Regions from separate parts of the Sus scrofa genome. Here region 2 is linked to region 1. Evidence: chromatin contacts called from public HiChIP or PLAC-seq data. All regions are on one chromosome and are shown on one strand. Each heading gives the region's core, a stretch centred on a gene start, on an enhancer-like site or on the middle of the called end of the contact. The rest is flanking DNA. Distances are from core to core; before and after follow the strand shown. Region 1 overlaps ARMC2 (armadillo repeat-containing protein 2). Region 2 overlaps SESN1 (sestrin-1).

Region 1 (4,507 bases), core at 1,931-4,430:
CACACCTCTTGAGGTGATTTTTGTCAACCGGGAGAGGAGCTTGCAGGAAACTATGGCCAGTGGCTTCCGCAGTCCACCGTGGGGAAATCCTGCTTGGAGCCGGGTAGCACCAGAGCTGATGGCTGCTGAGAGAAGTAGGATATTTCCTTCCCCATCTGATGTTGTTTACCATTAAAAGGGAAAAAAAGAAAAGGAACTGTATGAGAAACTGTCAAAAGTAAAAAATTTTTCATGTGTTTTTTTTTTTTTTACAGTATTTATATTCATCTCTTTTCAAGGTAAAGTCTGCCTTCAGCCTATGAGAATAGGTCTTTTTTTTTTTAATGTCCTTAGTGTGTCTCTATTAAGTCAGTTGATAATGAAGAGTTGAAGAGGGAGCTTTTCACTTTTATTTCCTCCGTGTCTGTGTTGTGAGAATTGTTTACAAGGAATGTGGATTCATGTTATTTTATATTTAAAAATTTTCTATATAATGATTTTTATTTTTTCCATTATAGCTGGTTTACAGTGTTCTGTCAGTTTTCTACTGTACAGCAAGGTGACCCAGTTACACATACATGTATACATTCTTTTTTCTCACATTATCATGCTCCATCATAAGTGACTAGATACAGTTCCCAGTGCTACACAGCAGGATCTCATTGCTAATCCATTCCAAAGGCAATAATCTGCATCTATTAACCCCAAGCACCCCATCCCTCCCACTCCCTCCCCCTCCCCCTTGGCAACCACAGATCTATGCTCCATGTCCATGATTTTCTTTTCTGTGGAAAGGTTCATTTGTGCCATATATTAGATTCCAGATATAAGTGGTATCATATGGTATGTGTCTTTCTCTTTCTGACTTATCACTCCATGTTATTTTAAACGTGATATTATAAAAACAGACACTAGGTACTAATTTGGTGAGATTTCTTATTCTTGATTTGAATCAGTGTCTCCTAAACTTGGGAAGCTCTGAAAAATACAGGCCCCACCCATGGACATCCTGATTCAGATCTCTGATGGGAACTGAGAGCCTGTTTTTAGGGGCCACACCCAGGGCATGTGGAAGTTCCCCAGGCCAGGGATTGAACCTGTGCCACGGCAGTGACAACAAAGGATCCTGCACCTGCCGCACCACCAGGGAACTTCCTGAGAGTCTATTTTGAAGAAGAGGCTTCTCAGGTGATTCAAATAAAGAGTGGGTTTGAGAACCTGTGGTATAAGTTATTAAGATGGTTCCTTAAAGCAGTTTTTTTCTCTCTGAATATTGACAGCAGAGGGTTTTCTACAAAACCTCAAGAGACTTTAAAGTGATTAATCAAAGCAGCCACACAGGGTCAGTCTTTCTCTGCAAGCGTGTGGCTGAAAGTGAATCTCACGAAGTAGGAACCAGATCAACAGGCATGCCAGGTGTCTGTGTAGGTTTCCCCAATGAGTGGTGACAACCACACGCCTTGTGCCTCTTGCACCAATAACTAAGGCGCGCTTTCTTAGGCAGAGAAAATGAGATGGGTCGTTCGACCCTTCCAGGAATTTTCTCTGCCAGACTAGGCCAAGACAAGTTACCCAGAGACCAAACCAGGTGTGATAAGTCAACCATCGCACTGGTGGGGTTTCAAGGCACTGGTCAGAGTGGGCTACTTGGGAGGATACTCCTGCAGGACCCTCAAGACCCTCAAACTGGCCACCGAAGGGAGGGCTTGTTAAGCTCAGTTAGCTAGACAAGAAGCCGCAAGTTGTCCATTTGTTTCTTTGTGAAGCAGTCACCAGATTTTATTGTTAGAAGAATCACTCAGTATTCCTGCGGATGTCCTGCTTTGAGAAGTTCAGTACATCCCCAGGTCTAAACTTTGTAAATTTGCGACAGATAAATTTGAGGGTGATCTGTTCGCTTTACATAACACATGGTTTAGTTTACAGCCCCTCTGTCTGCACACAGCCCTTCGGTGACCGGGCTTGTCAGAATGTGATGGTAGCCAAGCGTTTCTAGTTCATCAACAGTCTCAGAGAACAGGAATCCACTCCTCCCAGCTCTTACAGAGACGTCCTCAGGGAGAACAAGGGAAACTTCTTTGGCTCATGTCTGTCTATGAGGTTCATTTTGTCCAAGATCCACAATCCAACTAGTAACTCCCAGTTCCCATACACTGAGACAAAAACTGAGACCGAAACACAGCCCTTCAGTCAGCTGGGTGCAGTCTGAAAGCTAAACTTTCACATTCGGTAAAGCTGAGTGAAATTCAATTGAATGACAAATCTCATTTAAGAACCGTGCACATATTGTCTGCTCCATGGTGCAAACGGCATTTGGTAGCAACCAAATGTGCCCACAGATGGGCCTCGTGTCGAAGGCCCGAGCCGGGTCCGCCACAGCCTTGCGAGGCAGAGCCAGCCTCCGGAGGTGCCTCTGACGTCAGCGCTGCCGCTTTTAGCAGCTCAGCAAAATACGCTTGGGTTTGTTTTTTTGGAAGAACTCGGAGGGATATTCCCCCATTTCTCCTATAAATATCTGCTGGGCAGGAGGTCTGGTAAACGGCCGCAAAAAAAGATTTATAAGACTGGGAATATTTTGCAAAGGTCACAGTCCAAAAAGAATGACCTTTATCTACATTCCCTTCCCTGTGTCTGTTGAGCAACTGTCTGACCCTCGCCACTTCTAGATATAGTCTGTCTTGTTTTTGATTGTTTGTTTGTTTGTTTGTTTAACAGAACTTCCAGATGCAGGGCAGTCATCAGAGCCTCAGAACAACTGTCTGAGGCATCCTTGGACGTGTCCTTGCTTGTGCTGCTCTGAAAGCCAAGCCTCCCTCCTCCCATTGAGACTTCTTTCTGGGCAAGTGGCTGTCTCCAGCCATGTGAACACTGTCTGATTTGGAATGCTCGGGCATCGTGGTGTTGAAAAGACCTGGCATGTCTGGAGAGTGGAGGCTGAAAGCAAAAACATCTGCCCTTTTCCAAGCTGTTCGGCTCCAGCGCAACCCCAGCTGCCCGGCAGGCCAGAGATAGCGCCCCCTCCCTCTCCCCCTCCGTCCTCCTGGAGCTCAGTGAGGACTGGAGAGGGAGGCTGCCCCACCCCTTCCCCTGGCGCCTTTAGATGGCGACTTGGCTCCTGGCTCGCCCCCCACCTCCTGCCTGGCGGGAGCGCACCCTGTGGCTGTCTTCCCAGCCCCTCGGCAGGCACATTCCCAGTGGGTGCCGGGAGCGTTTGGCTGAGCTCTCTTCTTTTTTTCAGCCTTGGCCTTGGTCTGCACCCCTGACCGAGCAGGCGGCACAATAAGTCCTTAGCTTGTTCATTCTTTCCGTCTCCTGCTGCTTTGCCCTTGTGGAAATGGCTCTCCCCCCAACCCCACCCCAATCAGCACCGAGTGCAAATGCCTGACTTATGTCTGCTGTCTTAAAAAAAGAACGGAGCACAGTGAAATTCTAGCATGGCCCTGGCGCTTTTGAATGATAGCCACATTCAGAAGCATACAGTGGGCGCCCAGTAAGTGATTGCTGATGGAATGGAGAGGTGGAGAGAGGCATCGAGTAGAAGTGCTTCTGGTTTTAAAATGATTGTCTACTTAGATTCTGGTTTTGAGCCTCCACCATCTCAGATTCTTCTGTTCTGTATGGCTCAGCACTTCAGCAAACTGTTGACCCACTTTTAGTAGCCTAGGGTTAATTAGCATTTCTGCAGCAGTGTAGGCTGCCTTCTCGATTTGTAGATGTTATCTGTTCTTTAAGCCACCTATAAACGCAATTTTCATGTTTGGTTTGGGGGGTGGGAAGCCAGATAAATGTTGCCAATGGCAAATCCTGATTGAGCTCGAAGATCCATATTGTGTGAGAGATTTCTAACCAAAATGTAAACAGGGGATCCTGATTAATTTTCTGGTGAAGAGAGATTTCTGATTTTAGGTGCAATTACAACCCCTTCAATTTCAACCCATCCTTGAAACTTTCTGAAATGTTTTCCTTGACTCAGGAGAAGTGGTCCTCTGCTAAGTTAACAATGGAGTCTGCTGAACACGGTTGATGCTTACGCAGCAGCTCGATAGAATTCCTCTCCCACCGTCAATGTTATGCAGATGGCTGATTTAAGGTGCTACAGTAGGAAGGGTGTGGAGACAGAGAGGGACGCATTCCCATTGGTCAGCGACAGGTGGGGGGAGGTGCGAGGTGAGGCGGAAGTGGTCACGTGGGCCCAGATGGTGCACGAGATGCTGGCTTTGGCATTTAATAGGCAGTGGATGTTTTTGAGCAAGGGATTGATAGAAGAGCTGTGTTTCAAGATAGTGGTGTTAGTCTTGGCTGCAGAGGGAGGAGCCCTTCAAGGGTCTCTGACAAGAGTCTGCAGACGAGTTAGCCAGAGTGGGCATGGGGAGGGGGGGCCCAGGGGGATTCTGAGATGACAGAGGGAGGCAACTCGGTGCCTGGTTGCTGAGAGGAGTGAGAAAGGGAGGAATGATAGATGCCTCTTGGGCAGTGTGGGTCGGATGAGGGTCATGTGGTGAAGAGGTGGCTCTGGTGGTTGGGAATC
Region 2 (4,763 bases), core at 1,502-4,001, 130 kb after region 1:
ATTAAACCAATTCAAGGAAGCCATTTCTTAAAATTTAATTTTAAGAAAACTTCATTTTAACTTTGATATGTAAAAAATAAAAAAAAAAATCTAGGATCTTGGAAGCCAGCTAAAGTATACTCCTAGATTCTAATTGTAGATTAGTCAAATAGAGCAGGTGTGAAATGGTGTTTTATAGACATGTGATAGTAGCTATTCTAGCGGTCAGAAGATTTGCCCCTAACATACATTCAATTACATATGTTCAGAATTCACATGGCATGAATTGAATCCTTGATTCTAAAACATGGTCACTTCCACAACAGCTACATGTAAAAAAGTAGAACAGGCAGGCAAAATCTGAGGAACTATTTCCCAGTCCACACAGACCTAGACAGCACTCCTTACATTACATTTAGAGAAGCTCCCATATTTATACATATTTTTGCTCTTGATCTGTGGAATTTAGAATTCAGTTCTAATTTTTTTCTCCTCTATGTTGTCCCCACCGAATCTGTCGATAATTGATAATATTATCCTAAAAAGTTACAACAATTTTTCCTAAGACTTTCCTTCAATTTGAGTATTTCTTCCATTCACAGGAAGGCAGACCTAGACCATAACAATGGAAGTGAACTCCACCAGGGGCAAGACAACCTGAGCAAGCTTGGGGATCTCCCCTTTACTACACCATGGTACTCTCTGACCTACTCTGGGTTTCTACAAAGTACCCCTTTGGTTCTGAGCCTAAAATCACCAAAGCTAAGCTTCTGTTAAGCATTGTGTATTAATAAATAATAACAAAGACACACATACACATTTATATTAAGGAGTAAACATCACCTAATCTATGAAAAAAGTCACACCACCAAATAAAACATTAACAAAGGATCATTTTTTGAGTTTTTTTTTTTCTTCCTGGAATAAATTCTAAAACACTTAAAAGGAGACTTTTAAGGGAAGTACCTTAAGAACTGCTGTAATAGCATTTTCATACTAATGCTTCATGTGTGCCCTTAAAAACATTTTTTTAATTAAAGTATAGTTGTTTTCCAATGTTGAACCATGTATGTATTCTTGATCCCCAGACCACATCTATGCTGAGACTCTTTCAACAAAAGAGCCTGTTTATAAAACTTAACGATTTCTAACTGGAGTAAGAGAGGTCTGACCTGCCAAGTCTTTTTGCCTGTGGGAGAAGATGAATTCATTCTGCTTCTTCCAAAGATGAGTTCAGTACTGTGGAGTTTTATAAAGATCATTTTTTAAAATGATTTTTATTTTTTCCATCATAGCTGGTTTACAGTGTTCTGTCAATTTTCTACTGTACAGCAAGGTGATCCAGTCACACATGCATATATAGATTATTTTTCACACATTATCACACTCCATCATAAGCGACTAGATCCATCATAAGTGGCTAGAAAGTTTTATAAAGATCTTAGGAAAGTGTCATATGAAAATAAAGAGCAACAACAGGGAACTAATCTCTTTTCGAGGGGAAAATCCCTGAAAGGCAAAGACAATTCCCTCCTTCATTTACCTTTTTAGGTCAGAAAAAGTAGGTCATTAATGACTATAATTAGTACAGTACCTGTCGGATGCTCCAGTCTACTTTAACTATATAGAATAAATTAATCATTTATGATTAAATGAGATCAGTACTGGCTGTATCTTAGAGCCACTTAATAAGCCTCAGAAAATTTGTTACTGGAAGGTCGCAGTTTTTCCCTCAAGAGTCCAAAAGAATCAGAAAAAATTGTTTTTCCTTCCTTCTTCATTAAATTTATGGCAGGTACTTTTCAATGTCTCAAGCGGTAATGCATACACTATTCTAACTTCCCCTCCCAATCTTTCCATTAGGATAGGCTGAACTCAAATCAAATAAATTAAAATGATTAATTCAATAAATGTACATGAGCCTTGATATAATTTGTAATTAAAACTGCCTCAATAACAAGAGAAAGTTAATATTTTCTTTAAAAATACATTCAACTCTTTGAAATATCTTACGCATATTATTTGCAATTCAGATGTATGTCTGATTTTAAAATGTGTATAACATAAATTAAAGCAACGATAAGTTTCTTCTAACTTAAAGTTCCCTTAGGATAAAAGAACACAGCTAACTAACACAGAGACTTGTGAAAAATTTTAGAACTTTTTATTTACAAATAACATAAAAATGAAAAATTCTAAATATTGAACACTTATTTATAAATATAAATGTATTAATTATTTTAAACAAAAATTAAATGGATATATCAGAATTGAGTATCACTTAAATATTTTAGGTTATGCAGTAAGCTTGACTTTATCTTCCTCTTTTAAATTAATTAAGCTAACGAATATTTACTTAGCTATTATTATGTGCCCACCGAGTGATGGAGAAATAAATGATGAGAAAACCTGGCAAGGCCTCTACCTACATGAAGTCTCACTCCAGTGGTAGACAGACATTAACCCAAGAATTATCTAAATGAAATGAAGTATGTGCCCTGAAGAATGATGAAAGAGAATGGATTTAGTCAGGAAAGTCTGAGAAGGCTTATTAGCCAAGGAATCTCCAACTGATGAGATCTGAAAGATGAGTAGGAGGAGATCTATTAAAGAGAGGAGAAGCTCTATTAAGGAAAGGGGGAAAGCACATAGAAAGCTTTCTACTAAGAGTAAACAGAGCACAGTGTGCCTGAAAAATGAACTGCAGATAGTCTGTGAGCCTGGGCCATGCAGAGCAAGGAAGAGCACACTGCAAGCCAAGGCTGCAGAGGCCAGCAGCAGCCAGGTCACGGACAGCCTTATAGGGAGGGTGACTTTTCATCCTGGTTTACTCCTATGACTTCTCAGAATCCATCTTCTCATCATGTCCCAGCTGCAATGATAAATTATGTGAGGCCATGTACAGAATTTTGCCCTTGACCAAAACACTATCGGAAATCATAAGAATTTTAAAGGTGTGTGTGTGTGTGTGTGTGTGTGTGTGTGTGTGTGTGTGTTGTGTGTGAGATAGAGAGAGAGAGAGATGATAGACAGCATGCATGAGGGAGGGAGGGGGAGACAGACATAGAAAAATAGCAATATTATAACATGAATTTAGCCATGAAATTAAAAATACAATTGCTAGAGATGCCTTCACCTGCAAAGTCTGAAATGTACTTCACAGTTGGTCTCAGGGAGAACAAGACATCTGAAATTGTACCAAATCAATGAGCAATAAAACCTTTCCACAGAAAGAAACAGCCCTTGGGTACTTGGTCCCAGCCCTGTTTGAATCCCAGTTCCCAGCTGCCCTACAGAGGTTGAGGGGGCTTCTAGAACATGCTTTTATTCCCCTTAGTATATAGGCATATTTGAGAATCATTATCAATATTCTTCCAGGTTTATTAAAAAAATACCATTTTCCCCAAAATTGTTATTATTTATTTTGCTGCCTCTCAGCTTTATATGAATGTTGTTAAAGTTTCTCCTTTTCCTATTTCCATTTACTCAATTTTCAGAGATCTATTTCTTTTTGTTACTCATTTTTTTTTTTTTTAATTATTTTCCCACTGTACAGCAAGGGGGTCAGGTCATCCTTAGATGTATACATTGCAGTTACAGTTCTTTTCCCCACCCTTTCTTCTGTTGCGACATGAGTATCTAGACATAGTTCTCAATGCTATTCAGCAGGATCTCCTTATAAATCTCATTTTTAAAAGAAATAATCTACTGTGTTTTAAGTAACTAAATATAAACACATTTAGTTTTAAAAATCATTTAACTAACCCTCTCACATATTCCCTTCTATGCGATCATGGAGACAAGGGGAGGAAACTCGGAAGCAGAGTTGTTCTGCTTTCTGAAGTGTCTTCAAGGATGGTATGATATGACTAGAGGATCTTCAAAAAGGAAAAAAGAAAAAACGAGATTACTGGGCTTAACAGGGACAAGGCTATAAGGCTAAAATAAACTACCATGCGTACTCAGGTATAGAAAATGCTCTGGATCACACATTTGTCTCTTAGACAGGATGATAGTAATATTCTGTGTCACAAAATACTGCCCATTTATTAAAGATTGAAAAATAATGAAACAAAAATATTTATTTTCTTTAAAATACTTTTTTTCTTTAAATCTTTCCTCTAATATAATACAGAATACTATCTATAATTATAGTCTAAAATGAAGATATTGAAGTTTTGTTTTTGTTTTTATTTTTTTTTTTTTACAAAGAACTCCTTTTAATGTATGGTCAGAACCTAAGGTAGCTGAGAATGAGATCGCCTCTCAAATTTTGAGAGATACCTTTAGAATGAGTAAAAGAATTAATACCATTTTACTACTATATATATAGTGGAAGGTCAAATTATGAAACTAAGATAATACTCTAGAAACCCTAGTTTTGCATCCAAATTAATTCTTTCTAATACTTATATTGACAAGCAATACTTTATTAGATTCCATCCAAATCTTGATTTTTGGCTTAATAATACATCCATAAACTAATAATATACAGACACAAACCTACCATTTCTATTCATATCTCTTTCTCCCCAGACCCTTTGCCATAGCTTCCTGATGAGAAGAGATGCAAGCACAAACCTGTTTTGGAAGCAGAGGTAGTTACTATATTTTTTTGGAGAACAGGGGTGGGGATGGAGGTAGAGGTTTACTATTTCCCTTTTTCCCCTGTAGTAAGGATAAGGGAGTCATTGAAATCCTTTGGAATAGGATGAAAAAGAAAGTAGGCAGGACTCATATGTGGGTTGCTCCTATTTCCCTTAGGAAAATTTGACCAATTTGAT

What was found. HiChIP or PLAC-seq counts read pairs in DNA pulled down with a chosen protein or histone mark.
Region 2: an H3K27ac HiChIP or PLAC-seq map of skeletal muscle shows a contact between it and region 1. The contact joins two enhancer-like sites. A contact is called at or near these places in 6 of 47 Hi-C or Micro-C datasets (brain, fetal heart ventricle, heart right ventricle and 2 more) and 1 of 2 datasets of contacts at active chromatin or transcription factors (skeletal muscle).

What each region holds. Positions count from the first base shown.
Region 1 is chr1:75,009,466-75,013,972 of Sscrofa11.1, forward strand. The region is part of intron 13 of ARMC2 (armadillo repeat-containing protein 2); the gene reads left to right. Among named protein-coding and RNA genes, the nearest start is that of ARMC2, 88 kb to the left of the region's middle. Within about 2 kb of position 3,181, at least 44 of the 83 cell types and tissues checked have an H3K27ac peak or open chromatin away from gene starts, as enhancers often do. A contact at or near this core is called in skeletal muscle, where this site is marked.
Region 2 is chr1:75,138,615-75,143,377 of Sscrofa11.1, forward strand. All of the region lies in intron 1 of SESN1 (sestrin-1), which reads right to left. It overlaps LOC106508918 (a long non-coding RNA gene), which reads right to left. Exons shown (of 2, transcript XR_001306055.2): 2 at 3,376-4,763. Among named protein-coding and RNA genes, the nearest start is that of SESN1, 29 kb to the right of the region's middle. Within about 2 kb of position 2,752, at least 1 of the 83 cell types and tissues checked has an H3K27ac peak or open chromatin away from gene starts, as enhancers often do. A contact at or near this core is called in skeletal muscle, where this site is marked.